Linked DNA regions of Sus scrofa: region 2 is linked to region 1. Evidence: chromatin contacts called from public Hi-C data. All regions are on one chromosome and are shown on one strand. Each heading gives the region's core, a stretch centred on a gene start, on an enhancer-like site or on the middle of the called end of the contact. The rest is flanking DNA. Distances are from core to core; before and after follow the strand shown. Region 1 holds the start of FFAR3 (free fatty acid receptor 3). Region 2 has its middle 6.0 kb from the start of FFAR2.

The links. A called contact is a pair of places that touch in the nucleus more often than the background predicts.
Region 2: a contact with region 1 is called in a Hi-C map of fetal liver, with 2.4 times the contacts expected there. The contact joins the enhancer-like site here to the promoter of FFAR3 in region 1. A contact is called at or near these places in 1 of 5 promoter capture datasets (liver), 12 of 47 Hi-C or Micro-C datasets (blood, embryonic fibroblasts, fetal heart ventricle and 3 more) and 1 of 2 datasets of contacts at active chromatin or transcription factors (alveolar macrophages).

The regions. Positions count from the first base shown.
Region 1 is chr6:44,842,085-44,846,475 of Sscrofa11.1, reverse strand. It overlaps FFAR3 (free fatty acid receptor 3), which reads right to left and starts at 2,327. Exons shown (of 2, transcript NM_001315601.1): 1 at 2,225-2,327; 2 at 1,304-2,222. The coding sequence starts at 2,312. The coding sequence ends at 1,342.
Region 2 is chr6:44,906,553-44,910,943 of Sscrofa11.1, reverse strand. No RefSeq gene overlaps it. Among named protein-coding and RNA genes, the nearest start is that of FFAR2, 6.0 kb to the right of the region's middle. Within about 2 kb of position 1,978, at least 15 of the 83 cell types and tissues checked have an H3K27ac peak or open chromatin away from gene starts, as enhancers often do. A contact at or near this core is called in alveolar macrophages, fetal liver and liver, where this site is marked.

The sequences.
Region 1 (4,391 bases), core at 1,078-3,577:
ATTTTTCTGCTTGCCTTGCTGGGGGAAGTAGCCCCGACCAACTCTTCCTCATGTCCCACCCCTCGGTGGAAATGAAAAATCACTAAGTTGTCACATTTTGATAAAAATAACTCCTAAGAACATACAGCTGTCTTCGTAGTAACCAGGAGTCAACTGTGCTGACTAATCCTCTTTATTTTTTTCAAGAGGGCATTTTTTTTTTTTTTTTTTTTTTTTACTGGGAAGGGGATGTGTATACCCAGATAGTCAATCTGTTTTGCATCTGGTTCTGTTTGTCCTTGCGGCCTATTTACATTTGTCTGGGTCAGACCGCTGCGGCTAACTCTGGAAGTCTGCCTAGGCCTGGGGACAGCTGATGACACACAGTGGGGGCAGAGTGGATTAGGGACATGGGTTTCAGAGGCAGCTAATTTCAGCTCCCAGCCCTGCTTCAACTACGTATGGGCTTCAGGATCTCAGGTGAGAGACCTCACCCCTCCAGGCCCATTCCCTCAGCTGTAAAATGGGCCAAGTAATAGTACCGGCCACAGCTGAGAAAATGGAAGAGGACAAGGTCCAGCCGAGGCCTTAAGATAGGTTAGATGTTATTTTTATTCCTCTAACCCAGATTCTCTCCCAGCATCTAGGCATCGTATTGTTTAACCCCTTTCCTTCAGAGTCTAGGTGTTTTTTCCTTCCAACAATTCCACCTAAGATATACCCACGTACACTGTAAGAAAAAAAAATCAATTAAGGAAAAAACTATTCTCTTTTGCTTGCTGCCAAATTTACTTAAGTAATTTTTCTTCTGTCATTTTTCATAACTATCTCTGAAAATCTGAGCTGGGATTTCTGAATTGGGGTATGAATTATTATTCATAATGGAAACTTTCTGGAAAAGTCCGTGGGACCAGCAGCATGCTCCTTTGGGCCTGAAGTCCTGTGTCCCCACTCTTGACCTTCTGGGTCAGTAGGTCTGAAGGACAGATGCTGCCTCTCTCCTGTCCCAAGTCCCTGGGGGGCTCCCTTGGACCCTGCACACTGCTCTCAACTCCTCCCTGACCCTCAGAAAAGCTGGGCCTGCTGCCCTGGGGAGCTCGTTTTACTCCAGCACGCGCTCTCACTGTGGCTGCCTCCAGAGCATGCCGGGGACAGGAAGGGAGGGCAGGGAAGGGAGTTCAAGAGCTGGGCTCTGGTGCCCACGGCCCGAGGGAGGCTGGGCGCCCACTCTGCCCCAGACCCAGCCAGTCCCCAGCCTGCGTGGCCAAGGCCCTGCCCGACTTGAGCCAGGAACCGCCCCGGGGAGGAGCCACCTTGCGGCCCGGAGCACCTGGCCTCCGCTCCAGCCCCTCCTCGAGGCCGCTACCTGGTGTCTATATTGGACAGCTCCTGCGGCGGCCCCTCCACTTCGCTCTTCTTCAGTTTCCCGCTGCTTTCCTGCCGCCAAAAGCCCCAGGCCCCCGTCAGCCTCCCCAGCAGCCCCTGGCAGTCAGCTTGGAACCCCGAGGATGAGAAGTAGTAGATGAGGGGGTCGACGCAGGAATTCAGGGTGCTGAGGAGCAACACGTAAGGTCTCCACTCGGGGCTTTTGCCCTGGATGTAGCCCACGACGTGGGACACGTTGTAGGGCCCAAAGCAGACGAGGAAGTTGAGCAGCGTGGCTGCCACAAGTCCTGCCACCCTCTTCCGCCGGTGGTAGCTGGCTCCCCTGCTGAGTATGCACACCAGGCGGCTGTAGCAGTAGCTGGTGATGAGCAGGGGCACCCCGAAAAGGACCACAGCCATCTCCAGCCGGACGGGCAGGAGAAGAGCCAGCTGATCCTCCCGGAACTCCAGGTAGCAGGTCCCGTTGGCATCCTGGCTGTTGGAGGAGTCCCCCGAGAACTCGATGATGTAGACCACGCTGCAGTGAGCGGCAGCCAGGAGCCAGCAGACCACGCTGACCAGGCCAGCCTGTCCTGGCCTCGGCCGGGTCTTGTACCAGAGTGGGTAGGCCACGCTTAGGAAGCGCTCAATGCTCACAGCTGTCAGGAAGAGGGACGTGAGATAGACGGTGGTGAAGAAGAGGAATCCGGAGACGGGGCAGAAGATGAAGGGCAAGGGCCAGTGCATGCCACTGGCCGCCTCCGCCATGCGGAAGGGCAGGAAGAGCAACAGGAGCAGGTCTGACAGGGTCAGGTTCAGCAGGAGCACATCCACGGCCACCGGGCGGCGGCGCAGCTTGCCCACGAAGATCACCAGGGCCCCAGGTTGAGGGGCAGCCCCACGAGGAACGTCAAGAGGTACACGGAGAAGTAGAGCCAGTAATGGCCGGGGAAGAAGCTTGTGCCCATGGCCGTGGCCACTGGTGAGAAAGAGACAGAGATGGCGGTCCGGGTGGGGATCTTGCACCATCCTCTTCCCCACCTGCAGCAGGGAGCATCCTCACAGCCCCCCTCCCTCACGCCCCTGGTGCTTCCCTCAGCGGGGTCCACTTGCCTCTCTTCCTGCTCGTACCCCATCTCCTGTCCCTCCACCGTAATGCAAGCAGAGACACCCTCCACAGCCCCTCAGGACCCCAGGCTCACCTGCTGGTCTGAGAACCCAAATGCTCTGCCTCCCGGCACCTTGCCGGCTTCTCCAGAATGAGTATGGTTAGCTATTATCTGGCAGAACTGATAAAAACCTGGCAGTGCCCATGACGTCACTCACTGTTGAGCAACAGCACAAAAGATGCCTTTAGCTCCGTTAGCAGCACCGGGCCAGTATGCAAAATGAGGAGCAAGTTCCACGACTGCCTACGTGCCTTGCTCCTGGGCCTCAGACAGGCTGCAGACAGGCAGACTTCATCTTCTTCTCCCTGATTCGCCACTTGAATTTTATCTGCTCTCCTAGAATGGCACTGGTCCAGTTTGCCTTGTAAGGGCAGGAAGCGTGAGGCAGTGATGGAGAGCTTGGGCTCTGAAGCCGGGGCCTGGGTTCAGTGCTGGCCCTGTCACTTTCCAACTCTGATTGGGGGCAAGTGCCTTAAATCCTCTGTGTGTCTGCGTTCTCATTGGTAAAACAGGGATGATTGCAGGACCAATCTCAGAAGGCTGTTGTGTAGATGAAAGCATTCATCACGTCAAAGGCTTAGAATGGAGTCTGGTGTGTTGCGGTGAGCGGCTGTCATCATCCCAGTCACTGGCTGGGCTTGTCTCTGGTGTGAGAGTGATACTATTAACCATGACGTGGTGGCCACGATAATAACAGCTACCTTTTAGCGGGCGCATAATCCACAGTAGACGTATTGCCTCTCAGGTCTCTACCATGTGCCTTGAAATCCTCACAGCAAGGAAGCAGCTTGCTCCAGGCAAGACAGCTTGTTAATATCACCACCAGAGTTCAAACCCAACTTCTGTCCAGTTGGGTTTCTAATAAATGTTTTTTGTTTTTTGTTTTTCCTTGCCTTTTTCTAGGGCTGCGCTTGCTGCTCGTGGATGTTCCCTGGCTAGAGGTCTAATTGGAGCTGTAGCCGCCAGCCTACGCCACAGCCACAGCAACGGAGGATCCGAGCCGCGTCTGCAACCTACACCTCAACTCATGGCAATGCCAGATCCTTAACCCACTGAGCAAGGCCAGAGATTGAACCCACAACCTGATGGTTCCTAGTCGGATTTGTTCACCACTGAGCCACAGCGGGAACTCCTCTGATAAATGTTGTTTCATCCATTCAAGTATTTATGGAGCACAGTGAGGTGTCATTTCACACCCACTAGGATGGCCATAAGGAAAAAAATCTTACCACTAACTGTTGATGAACATCTGGAGAAATGGGAATTCTCATACAAGGCTGGAGAAAATGCGAAATGGTGGAATCACTTTAGAAAACAGTTTGGCATTTTCTTAAAAAATTAACATAAATCTACCATACAACTCAGTTCTGCTATAGGTATCCACTGAAAAGAAATGAGAACCTGTGTCCACATAGACTTGCTCATAAATGTTCATATGCTAATTGGTCATAATAGCCAAAAAGTTGTAACATCACCTGGTGGTCCATCAGCTAGTCAACGGATGAACTGTGCAGCATAGACATACAATGGAATACTATATAGCAATGAAAAGGAATGAAATAGCCCTGCGTACCATAACATGGATGAACCTTAGCAGCAGTGAAACAAGCCAGGCAGACTATGTCCTTTTTTTTTTTTTTTGGGTCCTTACCCACAACATGTGGAAGTTCTGAGGCCAGGGACCAAACTCAAACTCAAGCCACAGCAGTGACAACCCTGAGTCCTTAACCCCTAGGCCACCAGGGGACTCCCATGTATGTCTCCTTTTTTTTTTTTTTTTTTTTGTCTTTCTGCCATTTCTAGGGCCACTCCTGCGGCATATGGAAGTTCCCAGGCTAGGGGTCCAATCGGAGCTGTAGCCACCGGCCTACACCAGAG
Region 2 (4,391 bases), core at 729-3,228, 65 kb before region 1:
CAGCGAGTCCTGGGAGAGATCTCTTCAGGAAGGTGAAAACTGTCTCCTGCTAATAGCTCCAAAAGTGGAGATAAGACAGATGGCAAAGAGTTTGGGTGGAGTTAGTGAGCAATACGTAAAAAACTAAGGAAATGAAAAATAAACAACCTTCTAAATCAACTATACTTCAATAATTTTTTTTTAAAATGGGAAAAAAAAAGAAAAATAAGGCAGTTATTAATTCTGGGATGGAGGAAAGTTGTGCAGGGTATAAAAGTAACCATAGTTTACTATAGAGCTCCATTATTTACATAGTCACAATAATGTAAACACTGTGTATTGTTCTAACACAATTGCTTTTTTGCTTTTGTTTTTTTGGTCTTTTTGCCTTTTCTAGGGCCACTCCTGCAGCATATGGAGGTTCCCAGGCTAGGGGTCTAATTGGAGCTGTACCCGCTGGCCTACACCACAGCCACAGCAATGTGGGATCCGAGCCGTGTCTGTGACCTACACCACAGCTCATGGCAACGCCAGATCCCCAACCCATGAAGCAAGGCCAGGGATCGAACCCGCAACCTCATGGTTCCTAGTTAGATTCATCAACCACTGCACCATGATAGGAGCTCCTAGAATGACATTTTAAAAAGGTTGCCATATATACATAGCTACAGGGTACTAGATACTGTTCTAATTATTTTGTATGTACCATGTTAAGCCCACTTAATCTTCATAATAACATGAAGATATAGGTGCATTGACCCCATTTTTTTTTTTTTCCAGTCGGAAAACCAAAGCACAGAGTGCACAGTGTAAGGCAGGATTCAGACCCAGTTGCTACTGACTGCTGCCCCCTGGAAACCCTTCTAGTTAGTCCAGGGGCAGAGTAGGTCTAGATAGGGTGCTTCTCAACCCTCTGAGTCCTGATGCCAGGAAATTGTGAACAAAATACAATGCCCAGATACATGGCATTTTTTGAAGTTTCTCAGGTGGCTCTGAATTGCAGCCAGGATTGAGAATCATGACTGGAGGCTTTTGAAGATTCCCTAGAATTCCAGGGTTCTGTGCACACACCGCCATTTCTGTTCCAGGCAGCATGGGATGGCTCCTGGTTACCTCCTCAGCCTCCTGCCCAGGCATCCTGCCCCCCCACCCCCAGCCATGGCTCCTTACCAGAAATCAGCTTTCCGTACTGGTCTCCCCTCTGCTCTCAGCACTTGGCTGTTCCATCTCTGCTTCCTTTCTTTCCCCAGGATCTCAGCTCAGTCTCTTCCTCCCTCCCCAGTGTTCTGCACTGGACCAGGGTACACCGCCTGAATCGTGAACCCCCTGCTTTCTCTTTGCAGCACAGGAACCAATTAAGAAGAGAATTTGCACATCTAGTTTTGAGAGGGAGTCTGGAGTCCTCGCCAGGAGTCAGAAGATTGTCTCGGTGAAGACTGGTGCATGACACGGCTCTGAGCCTCAGTTGTCCTTTTTGTTAAGCAGGGCAAAGCCGTGGGCTGTGCTTCAAGGGGCACTTTCGAAGGGCCTTCCCAAGCCACTCATTCATTGCTCAAAGTCATCCCCTACCCCGATGCTGTCTTGCTGGCTTCCCAGCCCTTAGCCTGGCCTCACAGGGTCTGTTTTTTTGTCTTGTAGACTGAACATGAGCTGCATGAGAACAGAGGTCTTGTCCTCCTTCACTGCTGTGTCTGTAGCACCTAGAGTAGGGCCTCACACCTAGTAGCCTCCATGTACCTTTGTGGATGAACAAATGTGTGCATTTGATGACATAATATCTGTGGTGGCACCTTAGAAACTGCTGTAGGCGAGTGTGGGCTTTTTATTGAAAACGCCTCGATTTGGGAGCAGCATGTTTACTTTTCCTAGCACTGTTTCCTTGAGGCTGATGGCGCTGGGGCTGACAGATGGCGGGGGATGGCGTCTGGGGAGAGGGAGCCTGAGGTTCGAATAGAGCTGCGGCCAGCCCCTCTGTGGGTAAGCTGCTGGTGGACGGAGAGCTGACCGCAGCCTGTGCTGGCTTCCTGCCCCCAGCACTTCGCATCTCCTACCTTATCAGGCCTGGGAGACTTCGCCAATTGGGTTACTGGACTGCTGCCTCTGAGGGCTTAGAGATCTTTGGCCCAATTTCCTGGCTGAATGTGCAACTTGTAGATGAGAAGTGTCCTCATTTCCTGTGACTAGAGAAAAGTAATGAAGAGGAGAAAATGGGGCAAAAGTATCTAACCACAGGCGGTAGATAAATCGGAGGGGGCAAGAAAGAGAGAGAGCAAGAGTTAACACACACCTGGAGGAAAGGACTGGGGAGTTAAAGGGAATGGAGTTGAAATCTTGCCCCACGTTTCCCTTTAGACCCCTCCAGGCTTGCCGACACCTGCCTTCTCCAACCACTGTAATCCCCACGAAACCGCACTTCATGTGAGCTCTGCCTGTGTGGTCAGTTGAGAATTTCTGAGGAAGGGGCACCTTAGCATCTTTTTCCAAAAAAGGGGAAGTGAAACAGTCAGTGCCAGGTTCCTCTTTCCTGCGGATTGGGCCCCCTGGTCAGCCTCAGTCAGCTCCCTCCACCCCTGTTTCCTGGTAGCGGCTCTAGGCTGCTCTCTGTGTTATTCATTAACCAGGCACTAATATTTCTGTTTGCCCATCTGTCTTCCTGCAGGGGATTCAGAGGAGTCCCGCAATCTAACCAGCCACACGGATCCTCTCAGATGAGGCCCAGTCAGCCACACTGAGCTAGTGGGTGTTGTGTCAGGGAGAAAGTTTTCTCCAGTAGGATTGATCAGTCTGCCAGCTGAGCATACGTGCTGGGAGGTGCGGCCAGTGATATGCTTGAACTGGCTTTCAAGAGCCGATGGTTTAGCTTCGCATGCCAAACCCGTGTTCCATGTCTTCACCTTGATAGAAATGGGCCCTGGAGGGAGTGTGCACCCGCCCCAGAGATTGGCAAGTGCTGCAAATCAGGGCCTTTGCTATCCTCTGTCTTCTGTCCCCTGCACCCCCTTCCCAAGAACCAGCACACGCTGGGGACCCTTGACCATCAAGCAGACGGATGATAATGAACAAGGCTGCCTCCTGGCTATCTGGTTCTTGGACAGCCAATTCTAATGAAAGAGAAAACAGTTCCACTTTCAGGGAGCTTCCAGCCTGATGAAAACTCTCCGTGTTTGCTGTAATACTTTATGGTCCTTAACTCTGCTGTGCCTATTATCTCCTTGATCCTAAGAGCCATCTCCCATCAGTGATAGGCACAGATCATCCTAAAATGGAAATCAGATTATTTCACTCTTTTGCTGAAAACCCCCCAATGGCTTCAAAAACTCTTGCAATCAGTTCGTATTTCTGAGGCCTAAAAAGGCCTAAAACACTTTGCATGGTCTGGTTTCTGCCGACTTCCCCGACTTCCTCGTTCACTCATTCACTCTCTCCCCATTTCACGATATTCCAGCCCAGTGGTTCTCAGAGTGTGGTCCCTGAACTACCCACATCAATATCCCCTGGGATTGTTAGAAATACAAACTTATGGGCCCAGTCCCAGACCTGCTGATTCTGAAGCTGTGGGGAGGGAAGACCCTAATCTGTGTGTTAGAAAACCCTCCATGGGATTCTCAGACATGCCTGAATTTGCAGGCCACTGCTTTAGCCCCACTGCTCTAGCATCTCTCTGCCCTTGAGATGCTCAGGTTTTCTCTTTCCTTAAGGCTTTTGCATCAGTGGTTCCTGTTTCTAGAATGCTCTTCCCATGGGCCTCTGTAAGGCAGCTCCTCCTCATTGTTTAGGTCTCAGCTGAACATCGCCGATTCAGGAGGACCTTCCAAACATCCTCAATCCCTCCTTATGCTTCCTTCCATACCCCTGTTTTGGTCCATTCGTAAAAACCATTTGCCGCATTCTGACATGACCTTGTTATTTGTGTACTGGCTTATTAACTTTTCTTCCCCACTAGAATGAAAACCTCAAGAGGGCAGGTATCTTGTCTCTTATGGATGCTGCATCTCCAGCCCCTAAAAAAGTATCTGGCTTATAGTAGATAAAAATAAGTGCATATTTGTTGAACAAATGAATTACCAATTTCCTAGTAAAGAAATGGTTTATATATCAAGTGACTTGAGGAAGATCAAATGCTTGTTAGTGAGTAGTTAAAGCTTCACCTTGAAAGTCTCAGAGTAGCACCAGAAATTTTCAATCACTTTGCAGCAGGAGCAGCCATATCCTTAAAACCCTGGGAATCTCTGAGTTGGGAGGCTTCTGGCAGTTAACTGGCTCAGCCCTTATTGGATGTGTGAGTTCCCTCCATGTCCTAGGTTGAGTGTTTTCTCTCTCTTACTTCAACATTCCTGGAGGCTGGGGACTGATTACCTTGTAGAGCCCTGGCTGGTTAAGGTGTAACTCCCTGCTTTTTTGCCCACGACCCT